Regions from separate parts of the Sus scrofa genome. Here regions 1 and 2 are each linked to region 3. The links are chromatin contacts, called in public Hi-C maps. All regions are on one chromosome and are shown on one strand. The core of a region is the stretch at or near the end of the contact, and the rest is flanking DNA. Distances in the headings are between cores, read along the strand shown. Region 1 holds the start of FTL (ferritin light chain). Region 2 holds the start of DHDH (dihydrodiol dehydrogenase). Region 3 holds the start of BCL2L12 (bcl-2-like protein 12).

Evidence for each region. Hi-C and Micro-C count contacts between places; a contact is called where the count stands out from the background.
Region 1: a Hi-C map of heart right ventricle shows a contact between it and region 3, with 2.1 times the contacts expected there. The contact joins the promoter of FTL here to the promoter of BCL2L12 in region 3. A contact is called at or near these places in 2 of 47 Hi-C or Micro-C datasets (heart right ventricle and mesenteric adipose tissue) and 1 of 2 datasets of contacts at active chromatin or transcription factors (alveolar macrophages).
Region 2: a Hi-C map of heart right ventricle shows a contact between it and region 3, with 2.5 times the contacts expected there. The contact joins the promoter of DHDH here to the promoter of BCL2L12 in region 3. A contact is called at or near these places in 1 of 47 Hi-C or Micro-C datasets (heart right ventricle) and 1 of 2 datasets of contacts at active chromatin or transcription factors (alveolar macrophages).

What each region holds. Positions count from the first base shown.
Region 1 is chr6:54,228,513-54,232,512 of Sscrofa11.1, forward strand. FTL (ferritin light chain) reads left to right here and starts at 2,609. Exons shown (of 5, transcript NM_001244131.1): 1 at 2,609-2,961; 2 at 3,128-3,274; 3 at 3,629-3,754; 4 at 3,935-4,000. The coding sequence starts at 2,860.
Region 2 is chr6:54,208,160-54,212,631 of Sscrofa11.1, forward strand. It overlaps DHDH (dihydrodiol dehydrogenase), which reads left to right and starts at 2,534. Exons shown (of 7, transcript NM_214166.1): 1 at 2,534-2,623; 2 at 3,170-3,281; 3 at 3,949-4,112. The coding sequence starts at 2,534. NUCB1 (nucleobindin 1) reads left to right here. Exons shown (of 13, transcript NM_001244488.1): 12 at 207-303; 13 at 416-1,298. The coding sequence ends at 528.
Region 3 is chr6:54,704,537-54,708,641 of Sscrofa11.1, forward strand. BCL2L12 (bcl-2-like protein 12) reads left to right here and starts at 1,917. Exons shown (of 10, transcript XM_013998657.2): 1 at 1,917-2,046; 2 at 2,321-2,355; 3 at 2,543-2,731; 4 at 2,733-2,784; 5 at 3,473-3,587; 6 at 3,805-3,947. The coding sequence starts at 1,917. It overlaps IRF3 (interferon regulatory factor 3), which reads right to left and starts at 1,543. Exons shown (of 8, transcript NM_213770.1): 1 at 1,379-1,543; 2 at 500-671; 3 at 344-414. The coding sequence starts at 1,543.

The DNA of each region.
Region 1 (4,000 bases), core at 1,359-3,858, 480 kb before region 3:
ATGTGGGACTGCCGGAAGTTGCACGTTTACTGAGGTGGAGAAGTGGAGACTAATAGGGCAGAGGAGTGTGGGGCAGACCTTGGGAGGACTTGGGGAGCAGGAAGAGGCCCTGAAGCCTTGGGGGGAAGCTTCTGGAGACTGGAAGAGAGGCCTGAGCTTGGGCTGTGTGGCCAGAGAGGAGGGATCCTGGCTGGAGACTAGCGGGCCTCAGAGCGTGGGGCTGGAGGAGCAGCCCTGGGGTCTGGCCCTTCAGGAGACAGCAGGTGTCAGAAAAGGGGCTTACAGAGAATGAGGCCTCTGGGAGTGTCACAGTCTGTGCTCCCTTCTCTCTGGGTCTCTGTCCCCCTCTGTTTTTGTCTCCACCTCCCTTTCTAGCTCTCTGGCTGTCTCTCTGTCTCTGTCCCCCTCTCCCTGGGTCCTTGTGTCTCCTCTGTTCCTGTCTCTCTCTGTCCCTCTCTGAGCCTCTGCCCCTCCCCCACCTCTGTCCCTGTCTCCCTGGGTCCCCAGCCCTTGTGATCTCCCCTCAACTGTCATCCTTCTCTCGGTCATCTCTGTCTCACCCCCCACCCCCGCCTATTCTGCCACACTCTCCCTATTGCCTGTCCACCAGCGGGGCCGCCCAAGGCTAAAGGTCTTTGGGCGGAGGGATGAAATTTGGTGAATGAGTAACCCAGGCCCCATTGTGACTGTGTGCCTGGGGCCACTGCCCCACCCCTAGGGCCACCCAGTCTGGGGAGAGGTGTCTGATAAGACGGCAAGGGGAGACAGAGTCATCGGCCCAGAGGGGACATTATGGCCACAGGTGGGAGCCCAGGGAGACCATCACGGGCACTAAAAAGACAGTAAGACTCGGAGACAAAAGCACAGGCCATACAGTGCCTTGGGGGAGGGGGCCAGACTTGGGGCCCAGCCAGGCCTAGCTCCCAGGGCCCTGGCCCAGGCTGCAGCCACCCCCGTGGAGATGAGGTCAGCGAGCCGGTCCCACCCCGCTCCTCTGCCGGCGCCCCTTCCTGCGCTGAGTTCAGCATGACTCAGCATGGCTGCTCTCCTGGCCACTGGCCCAGGCACCCCTGGAGGACCCCAGATACCAGCCTGGCTGGAGCCCCCTTGATCAGGGGGTGCCCTGCCTGGGCTGCTTGGAAAGGCTTCTCCGCGAGGCAGGCCCAGACCTCCCCCACCCGACGACCCCCAGCAGTTCCAGCTCCCCTGTCCCAGCCTCCAGCTGCCTGCATTAAGGGCGCCTAAATAGGGTCAAGTTCCTGTCTTTGTTTCTCCTTTCTCCCAACAACAAGGAGCTCCTTGAAGGCAAGAATCTTGGTATGAGCTGGCACTGCCACCCAGGCACCAACCTGGACCAGACACAATTTTAAAATGTCCCTTAGTTAAAGACAGACATCCCAGCCACCAGTCCTCAGCACCTGTCTCTGATCTTTTTGTTTGTTTCTTAGGGCTGGCACCTGTGGCATATGGAAGTTCCCAGGCTAGGATGTGAATCAGCTACAGCTGTGATCCGAGCTGGGTCTGCGACCTACACCACAGCTCAGGGCAACGCCAGATCCTTAACCCACTGAGCGAGACCAGGGACCGAACCTGAAACCTCATGATTCCTAGTTGGATAGTTTCTGCTGCGCCATGATGGGAACTCCCCCACCTCTGTGATCTTGAAGGAGCATGTGTCAGGCAAGACAGAGGCAGCTTCAGAGAGATTGCTTTGGAGCCAGGATATGCAACCTCAGAGAAACCTCCAAAGTTCCAATGTCCTTTCACCCCTTTCCATCTCAGCTCCCACAAAAACAGTGGGCTTTCAAAAAACCCCACAGGATTCCAAGTGGCCCAATCTTTTGAGGGCTCCCAAAGGGCTCTCCAAGAGCCCCCACCTCTTTAAGAAGATCCCACTAGGCTTCCAGAAACATCCCTCTCCCTTATTCCCAGGCTGAATCCCAGGGCTCTCCAACTGTCTCTTTTAATCTTGCAGATCACCTCAAGGGCCCAAGACTTCCCCCTGGAAGTTTCCATAAAAATAGGGACTTCCATGGTCTTCCGAATTCACTTTTGAGTGAACCCCAAGTCTCCAGGTGCCCCAGCCAACCCATTTCACAGAGAGCACCCTAAGTATCTAGAAATATCTCACAGCCTTCCAAACTTCCCAATGATCGAGGGCCCCCCCCAACCCGACCCCTTATCTCCCAGGGCAACCCCACTCCTCTGGACGTTTCTGCACCTCTGAGGAACCCCCAGGGCTCCAGAAAAGTCCTCGCTCTGACACAACCCCCGCATCCAACCTACTTTCCTGAGACATCCTCAGGAACCAAGAATCATTATTTTCCAGGGCTCCCAGTGCTCTCACTAATCTTTCACTACCAGGAAGTACCCCTAGAATTCTCTCACTTCCCAGATTTAGTCCCAGAACCCTTGCTCCCCATGAAACCCCCCATCCCGCGATTTCTCCTTTCACAACAACCTCGCGCTCAGAGCGCGTGACTTCCCTACCTCCGGGCGGGAGGCTGGGGCTCCTATCTGCTCCTGATTGGTCACGAGCGAGCTCCAAGTCCAGCCTCCCGCCCCCGCAGATTGGCTGACTCCTCTCCCCGACCGCCCCACTGCTCAGGTTCCCCGCGCGCTATAAAAGGAGCCGCCCTGGCCACAAACTCGCAGTGTGCTCGGCGGTCCCCCGGATCTGTCTCTTGCTTCAACAGTGTTTGGACGGAACAGACCCAGGGACGCCCCTTGCTCCAGCCTCCGACTACCCTCCAACCTTTTTTCCAGTCGCAACCTTCGGACTCCGCCTCTCAGCTATCTTCAGTCTCCGGGACCAGCCAACACCATTTTTTGAGCTTAGCTCCTTATTGCCGACCAGCCATGAGCTCCCAGGTTCGTCAGAATTATTCCACCGAGGTGGAGGCCTTCGTCAACCGCCTGATCAACATGCATCTGCAGGCCTCCTACACCTACCTCTCTCTGGTAAGGGTCCCCAAGATGCCCCCGGCCCAAGTTTCCCTTAGCTGCGCACCTCTGACCCTCTGCGCACGCGCTGGCCTTCTTTGTCCCACTGTGTAGTTGGAAGGCGGAGTCCGCAAGCCCGGCCTCGCCTCCGGCTAACCATTGTTCACGCCTTCTCTTCCCGCAGGGCTTCTATTTCAACCGCGACGATGTGGCTCTGGAGGGCGTGAGTCATTTTTTTCGCGAATTGGCCGAGGAGAAGCGCGAGGGTTCGGAGCGTCTCTTGAAAATGCAAAACCAGCGCGGTGGCCGCGCCCTCTTCCAGGACGTGCAGGTAAACAGTGTGAGCAGCGGACTACGATTCCCAGCGGCCCCTGCGCTTGAAGCCCTTTGACCAGGGCTGTTCAGGCACGGCGTAGGCTTCTGGGAGATGGAGTTCAGTTTTGTGTGGGTGGTTGTATTACAGCTGGAAACGGAGGCGGGTTCAGTTCCCCCACGAAGTGGCGGTCCAGACCGCAGCGTGTGGTATCCTGGAGCGTAAGGTTGTGAGACACTGAGGGTGATCGATTTAAGCTCTTAGACGTTTTTTCGGCTTAAGCCCTAACTCCCGTCACTACTGGGAAATTAGTTTTTAGTCCTTTCCAGCGTGTGCGTGGTTAGTACTGAGCGGTCTCTGCCTTCCGTATAGAAACCATCTCAAGATGAGTGGGGTAAAACCCAGGACGCTATGGAAGCCGCCCTTCACTTGGAGAAGGGACTGAACCAGGCTCTTGTGGATCTGCATGCGCTGGGTTCTGCCCGCGCAGACCCCCACGTGAGTATCTCCATTTTCTCCCTATCCATCCCAAGACCTTTCCTGGCAGGAAGCCTGCATCTTGAGTTAATAGTTAACCTTGGCCACGTTTGATTGGGCTCATTGCCTTCTGAGCCTCCCTCCCCCATCCATCACATTGTTAGATTTACAAATGGTAACATTTTCTCTTCTATCACTCAGCTCTGTGACTTCCTGGAGAACCACTTCCTGGATGAGGAGGTGAAGCTCATCAAGAAGATGGGCGAC
Region 2 (4,472 bases), core at 1,284-3,783, 500 kb before region 3:
AGGGAGGAGAAGCCTCCCTTGTCCCAAAGAGTGAGCCAAGCCATGGAACGGGGTGGGGGCCACTAGGTCTTTAGTGTTAAGACCAACTCTGAATGAGAGGAAAATCGAGGCTCATCAAGCAAGGACTGGTCCGTGACTGTTAGCACGTTGCCATGGAGACTTGATGTCATACTCTCTTGCCTGTGGGATTCCTCCACCCCTTCCAGGCCGTTCTGCAAATGGAACAGAGGAAACAGCAGCAGCAAGGCCACAAGGACCCAGCCACTGGCCCCGAGGGACAGCTCAAGTTCCACCCGGACACAGGTGCTGGCCCTGGGCCCAGGGGGCAGGGAGAGAGCTGGGTGCCCAGACTCCTGGGTCTCAGGGAGGAGGGGCTGGGCTGTCTAGTGCTACCATTTCCTCCCCCTGTTTCCAGATGACGCACCTGTCCCAGCTCCGGCTGGTGACCAGAAGGACGTGGATGCTTCAGAAAAGAAAGTTCCTGAACAGACCCCAGAGCTGCCCCAGCTGGATTCACAGCACCTGTGATCTCTCTGGGACCCCAGCACTCTGTGTTCCTTCCAAGGCTGATGGGTTCGAGGTGTCACAATCAACCTCCTCTGGGGCTTGGCGACATGTGTGACCTCCTGGGGGAGGGGGAACAGGATGGCTTTTCCAGGCGTCGTCTCTGCTGCCTCTGCTTCTGCAGCCTTCCAGTCTGTGGTCCCTTCATTTTCTGTCCCCCACCAAGGGACCCACCCTCTTGCGTCCAGTCGAGCACTCATTGGCTCAGTCTAACTTAGGGAAGCGCCCCCTGCCCAAGAGGCTCTGCTCCACACCTGCCTTTCTCCGTGGTTTGGCCTCACCGCCCAGGTTGTTGCCACCATAGCATCCCGTGTCCTCACAGCTGCTGGAGTCCTGCTGGCTGCTCAGTTCTCTTGGTTGACAGGGCTTGGGTGGTCCCTCATGATGTTTCTCAACCTTTTGTGGGACCAGCAACGCCTCAAAGACAGCATCTTCCCCCAGGCTGGGTGTGAGGACCAGAAGAGCCCTTAGCAGCGCTGCCCAGCTCTGATCCCAGGAGCGCCAGCTCTCCCTGACCCTGCCTTCCAGCCACCTCTGCCTCCTCCCTGACGACTTGACCCCTAGCCCTTTCCCCCACAGCCCCAGAGGGGGCCCGGAGCTGACCTCGCCCCAGGATGGCTTCCAGCCCCTCAGCCTCATGTGGGAGGCCCTGCCTACCTTTCTGGCCTTATCTCATGTGACTCCCTGTCCTGCTCTGTACTCTGGTTCCATCCAAATACACTTTCTGGAACAAATCAATGCCTCCGTTTCTTTGTAAATACTGTTCCTTCCAAAACTCCATCTGTGCTTCATCTTCATTCTCCATTTTTGGGGGGGTTGTGCCGCGGCCAGGGATCGAACTTGGCACACACAGCAGTAACCCAAGTCACAGCAGTGAAAACACCAGATCCTTAACTGCTAGGCCACCCAGGAACTCTGTCCTCATTCTTTAAGATAGATTCAGGAGTTGCCGTTGTGGTGCAGCAGGTTAACGTTCTTGTCACCGAAGCAGCTCCTGTTGCTGCCATGACATGGGTTCCATCTCTTGTCTGGAACTTCCACATGCCATGGGCATGACAGCAAAGAAAAAAAAAGGAACTTCATGGTTCCCAGTCGGATCGGTTAACCACTGAGCCACAACGGGAACTCAGAAAAGTAACATTTTTTTAAAAAGGAGTTGCTGTCATAGCTCAATGGAAACAAATCCGACTAGGAACCATGAGGATGCAGGTTCGATCCTTGGCCTGGCTCAGTGGGTTAAGGATCCAGCGTTGCCGTGAGCTGTGCTGTAGGTCGCAGACGCAGCTCAGATCTGGCGTTGCTTTGCCTGTGGTGTAGGCCCGCGGCTGCAGCTCCGATTCGACTCCTAGCCTTGGAATCTCCTTATGCCGCGGGTGCGGCCCTTAAAAGCAAAGGTAAAAAATAAAGTAAGAAATTGGGGATGAGGAAAGTAAAGCTCGGAGCTGGGAGCCTCGGTTGCCTGGGTTACCACAGGAGTCGTATAAATATTAAGTAATAAATATCAGTAAAAATGTTATCTTTGCTATTACTATCCCCTCTCCTTCTCCCCCTCCTCTCCCTCTTCCTCTCTAGCCCGGCAGTTCCCCGTTCCCGGGCGAAGGAGTTTGCGCGGAAACACGATGTTCTGAGCAAACGAGTCGGCGGAGCGATGAAAGGCGACAGGGCTCTTGGATCGAAGTTGGCAAGAACAGAAAGCCCCCTCCCTTTCTGTCACAGAGCGAAGAACGAAGTGTTTCTAGCCCACCCCCCATTGGGCGGAGCCAACAGTAGCTCTTCCAATGGGGACGCGAGAATTATATAACCTCCTGCCTGGCTCTGGGAATGAAGGCGGGCACCGGCCCAGTGGCCAATGAGGAGTAACGTAAGGGCGATGGGGCGGAGAAAAGGGCCACCCCTCAGAGCAAGGGGCCTCCGGTCTTTGACTTGCTCCGGGAGAAAGTGGGGACCTTTGAGACTCGGGGTTGGGGCGATGGCGCTTCGCTGGGGCATCGTGTCAGCCGGCCTTATCTCCAGCGACTTCACGACGGTGCTGCGGCTGCTGCCTCGCTCTGAGCACCAGGTCCGCCCTCCCTCCGGAGGCCCGTAGAAGAGCAGGGGAGGGGTGGGCGCAGAGGGGGACTCCCGGGTCTGAGGGAGGAGGGAGCTGGGGTTCTGTACTTCTGAATCTCCAAGGCGGTGAAACAACCTAAAATTCCCTGGGAGTTCCCGTCGTGGCGCAGTGGTTAATGAATCCGACAAGGAACCATGAGGTTGAGGGTTCGGTCCCTGCCCTTGCTCAGTGGGTTAAGGATCCGGCGTTGCCGTGAGCTGTGGTGTAGGTTGCAGACGCGGCTCGGATCCCGCGTTGCTGTGGCTCTGGCGTAGGCCAGTGGCTACAGCTCCGATTCGACCCCTAGCCTGGGAACCTCCATATGCCGCGGGAGCGGCCCAAAGAAATAACAAAAAGACCAAAAAAAAAAAAAAAATTCCTTGCACCCCCGTCTCGGAGGGCTGTAATTTCTCCCCGTATCGAGGCCGTCTCCATCACCTCTTTCCTCCCCGCCCCCATACATCTGTCTTTCACACCCATCCCAGCCCCTCAAGTCTGACCGTGGCGCCCCTCCAGGTGGTGGCGGTAGCGGCCCGGGATCTGAGCCGGGCAAAGGAGTTTGCGCGGAAACACGACATCCCCAAGGCCTATGGCTCCTATGAGGAACTGGCCAAGGACCCGAACGTGGGTAAGTTGCCAGGGCTCCCGGGCACCACTGGCACGCTGCCTCTAGGCTGCTGCGTGGGAGATGCAAAACTGGCGGGTTGAGCCCTTCTCTCAGAGATTCTGGAAGAACTTTGAACTGGGCGCCGGAGTGATAGGAATCAGTTTTGTCTGATATTAAGCGTCTAACGTGAAATTGCCGTTAGGAGGATCTACCTCCGCGGTAAAGGCAAAGCTTGAATTTCTCGGGAAGTCCTTCAGGGTTTAAATATGACCTTAGACTCTGGTTCTGCGTTATCAGAGTAGCCTGGATGGGGCGGAGCAGTCTCTAGAGTCAGGGGACTTGAGTTGGCATTTTTCTCCTCTCCTCGCTCTTCTCAATTGCCTCACTTGAAAGACGGGCAAAATAATCGTCTCTACTTCTTGGTGGTGGTGTGAGAATTAAATGATTTAATACGTTAATTCTAGAAGGCTGGAAATAATCTGAGGAAAACAGAATGACGGTAGAGGATGATTAGTTAGTTTCTACGAATTAGGGAGGCTAGTGTTTGGTCACCGCTGTAGGACGTCCGCCAAGCTTGGAGGGAAACCGATTCCTGGGATGCTGGGGGCGGGGCTTTTAGTGGTGGGCGATCCCTGAAGGCTCGGTGGGCGGGGCTGCCGATCTCCTGACCTCTTTTCTCCCGCCCTAGAGGTGGCCTATATTGGCACCCAGCACCCCCAGCACAAGGCCACGGTGTTGCTTTGCCTGGCAGCTGGCAAGGCCGTGCTGTGCGAGAAGCCCATGGGCGTGAACGCCGCGGAAGTGCGTGAAATGGTTGCCGAGGCCCGATCCCGAGGCCTCTTCCTAATGGAGGTGAGGGTGCAGGGGCCCTTCCAACACCCATCGTGGCGCTACTTGCTATTACCCAACCTGGCTGCAGGTCACTGGTGGTCATTTGCGGGGGAGCACAAGCATGGGTTTGCCAAGAGTTAAGATGGCTACAAATTGAACCAAGGTCCTTGGGTTTGTCAGGATGTAGTTGGGCTACTCCTTGGAATCTGCTCGCAATATTTCCCATGGGTAGAAGCCACTGCTTTTGGCTCTTAGCAAACATGGCCGCCTGAAGGATCCTTTGTCACCCTTTCAGAAAAAGATGCCAATAGTGAAAGTGGCAAAAAATGGCGGTGAGCTTAGTTTGGATGGATTTCTAGGGATAGAGGTCAGAATCCCCTA
Region 3 (4,105 bases), core at 667-3,166:
TTTCAGAAGGGACCTGCCCTGGCACAGACGTCAGCAAGATCAAGGGTAGGGAGGGTCTCGGTTGCCAAGAGGCTGAGGTACCCTGTGCAGGGAGGGAAGCTGTGAAGTCCTAGAAAAGTGGGTGAGGGTCTTAAATGCCTGGTGAAAGCTCCACATTTTCTCCTGAGGATGCTGGGAGGCCAGTGGGAGGCCTGTGAGCAGGGGAGGGACAGGGTCAGCCATGGGTCAGGTAGGGGGCAGACTGCAGGGAGAGAGTGGAGCCTGGAGTGATGGTGGCCTCGCTAGGCCCCTGAGGATGCATGAGGCAGGGGCTGAGCGCAGGACGGTCGGGGCGCATTCTTACGTGGGTATCAGAGGTACTGTATCTGCCACTGAGGTCTAGAGAGGTGTCTGGCTCAGGAAAGTCCCCAACTCCTGTCGAGAAAGGTGGTGAGTGGAGTAGGGGCTCTGGGGACACCCGAAATCCCATCCCTCCAAGCAAAGCCTCACTTCAGCACACCTGAGGTCACAAACTCATAGATCTTGTGTGGGTCGTGGGGGTCCTTGCTGTGGTCCTCTGCTAAACGCAATGCTTCTTTCCGGTTCAGGGCAGACCGGAAATTCCTCTTCCAGGTGGGCAGGTCGGGCTTATCCTTCCCAGGAGTGTAGGCACCACTGGCCTCGGCCCAGGCCTGGGGGGACCAGTGGTACCAAGATAGTGAAGAGGATGACTTAAATCTTGCCCCCAGGGGTCCTAACCTTGGCTCCTCTTGTCCTAACACCACCTTGCCCTCCCCTGGCAGGTTTTGTTTTTGTTTTTGTTTTTGAAACCATAGTTGATTTACAATATTGTGCCAATTCCCTTTGCACGTTCTAACTTAGTTCTCATCCCCAAGCTCTGGAATTCTCTGTGCCCCAAATCCCCCTTACCTCCACCCTTCAAAAACATTTGCTTTCTAAGCCAGCCTCCTGGTCCTAATGGGTGTCTAACTGCCAGTGCGCTGCCCCAGGACACTCTTCGTCATTAGGCTTAACACCACCGGCATATCCTACTTCCGTGGCAACCTCGGCTTCAGGGTCGAGTCTTGCCTCTAATATTCCAAGGTCCGCCCCCAGAATTCTACAACCAAAAGCCCCACCCCAGGGGGTTCCCTACCACCACCACTCCCCTCCCACCCCAGGATGCATTTCCTTCACTTGCCCGGTTCTATTCCTGGGACCTGGCGGCTCCAATCCTCACGGCTGTCAGACGCCCATCTGCGCGTCGTACTAACTTCGCCCCTCCCAGTTCTAACTCCATCCACCCCCACCTGCCAGAATAAGCGTGGGCCGCGCGGTCGAGCTGATCCCATCCCTCGGCCCCGTCCCCTTGGAGTCCCCGGGCCCGGCGCGCGCGCACCTGGAAGATGCCGAAGTCCTCCTGCTGGGCATCCTGCCGCAAGCCGTGCTTCCAAGGGATGCGGAAGCGCGTGTGGCCCTCATCCAGCCAGGCCACGCCCTCCAGTTGCCCCTGGTTCAGCTGAGATATCAGCCAGGGCAGGATCCGAGGCTTCTGAGTTCCCATGGGCCTGTGCGCCGGGGACAGTTCCTGGATATAGGCGGACTCCCAGGCCCACCCAGTTGGAAGGTTCCGAACCCAGACCTCCCTCTCAAGCGCCACGGCGCAGGGTCCTCACCTCTATTCTCCTGGGGTACAGACAGGAGACCTCCCATCCTCCAGAGAGGCTCCCTAATTCAGAGAGGAGTCCCTCCAAAACCCCTCTCCTTTCCCCAGCTTCTTTTATCTACATACCTCTACCTCCCTCAATTCTACCTTCCTCAATTCCGCCAGTGTAGACCTTCCCCACTCCACTGAAAGCCCTTCCCTCCCCCACATCACACAGTGCAGGTACTCTTATCTCCAGGGTAGACGCCTCCCTCCCGTTACTGCCGTGCACATGCTAGGGACTCGCAGACCTCTACCTCCCACACTCAACTCCAGTGTAGCTCCCCCCGCTCCCCAGAACCCCTCACTCATAGACCGACCAACCACAGTTCCTCCCAAACAGACGGCCTCCCTCCTCCGCGGCACGCCCCACTTCCCAGAGTGGATCGCTTCTCATTCACAGAGTCCTTCTCTCCCCTAGATACCCCAGTGTGGACACCTCCTCTTCTCTCCTACCAACTACTTTTCTAAGTTTTGTTTTACAGCCAGCCATTGCTTCACTTCCTTTCCTTCTCGCTTCACTTTCCCCAGCGTACACAAACCCCCTTCCCCACTGTCAAGGCAGACGCATCCTTCCTCCGTCCCATTCTTCACTACTGGACGCCACCAACTCCCCCGCTTTTCCGCGTTACCTAGGTAGTGGGTCGAGGCGCGTAGAGTGCCGGGAGGAGGTGCGCCGGGAACCCAGGAACCCAGAAACCCAGAAAACCCACTCCTGCGTTTGAAGCCCCGTAGCTCTCGAACTCGCCGCCGCACACCCCACTTCTCGTCAGCTGAGTTTTAGAGGTGGGACTTGTTTTCTGTTGATTTCTTGAAATAAAAACGACTTTAACGTCGTTAGGATTATCGACTCGACAGCCAGAGAGGCGGTACAGTGAGCCGGGAAAACTCCCCCGCCCATCATGCCCTTTTTAGGTCTTCCGACCACGGGCATGCTGGGAGCGTTCTATGCAAATTAGGCGGGCCTCATCGCCCCGCCCCTTCCACGTTTGGGCCGGCTCCTAGCCGGTACAGTCATTGCGCAGGCGCGGGAAAGTCGCCCTAAGGAAAGTTTATACAAGTTCAGTGGAGGAGGCGGCGGCGGCGGGGCCCGGGACCAGGTGAGCGGGAGGTGAGGGAGAGCTAGGTGAGCAGGGAAGAAAAGGGGGCCGGGATCTAGGAGCAGGTAGCCCAGTCACGCTTCCCCGACATCTGCGTGTCCCGGCTCCCCCAAATTCCAGCCCGAGTCAGAGTGGAACTACACCTCCCAGCAGGCTGCGCGGCGAACAAGTAACGGACGGAGGGGAATGTTTGCTACGAAGTCTGCTGGGAATCGTAGTTCCTGATCCTCTACGGACTTGAATAGCTTGGCATATACTTTCAGAATGGAGAAGTCAGAGCCCCAAGCCTCCTTCTCCTTCGGGGACTCAGGGATCTGAGGCCCCAGTCTCCTTCTCTCTTAGACTCAAGAGTTCAGACCCCCAGCCCCCTACTCCGAAAACCAAGAGTCCAGGCCCCCAGTCCCCTCCTCCCTTGGACCCCAAATCCAAATCCCCAGCTTTCTCCTCTCCCAGGATCAGGATGTCTTTGCCCTCATCCCTCTCCTCCTTCTGAGAACTCAAGTGTCTGGGCCCCCAGACCCCAACTTCTGTAAGGAACCTGGGAATCCAGACTCTCAGCCCCTTCCTCCCTTGGGCACGCATGAATCCTGACGGCACCACACTTCTCATTCCGGGACTAGCAATTTGGGCCCCCAGCCGGCAGTTCTTGCTGAACCCTGGAGTCCATCCCCAGCTCCTTCTCTTATAGGTGCCTCCATGGCAGGCTCTGAAGAGCTGGCGCTCCGGGAGGACACTCTGAAGGTCCTAGCTGCCTTCCTTAGGCGGGATGAGGCTGCCGGCTCGCCCATTCTGTCCCCACCCAGGTAAGAGGTGTTGCCCTCCTCCCTGAGGAAACTGCATTGGGGGTGGGCTCCTCTCGAACTCTGGTCCCCGGACTCAGTCTTTCTCTCCCCGCCTCCCCTCCCTTTATATCTGGCTCTCCTCCTTGTCCTGCGGGTTGCAGGGAAATGCCCTCAGTGAGAGGACAAAAGGACTGCTTGCCGAGGGCCTTGAGTCACACTCCGCGGTCCCTTTCCCCAGGAGCCCTGCCCAGGAGGAGCAGACAGATTTCCTGAGCCGCCTTCGAAGATGTCTTCCCTGCTCCCTGGGGCGAGGAGCAGTTCCCCCTGAGTCCCCTCGGCCTTGCTCCCTGCCCCTCCGGCCCTGCTATGGTTCAGAGCCTGGTAAGCTCTCCCTCAGTCACCCAAGAACTGACAGGACCAGGAACTTTGATTCTTAAAGCATAGAGAGGGTGAGGAACTAGTTTAAGATCACTCAGCCCAGGAGTGACCTAGTGGTTAACCAACCAGACTAGGATCCATGAGGATGCGGGTTTGATCCC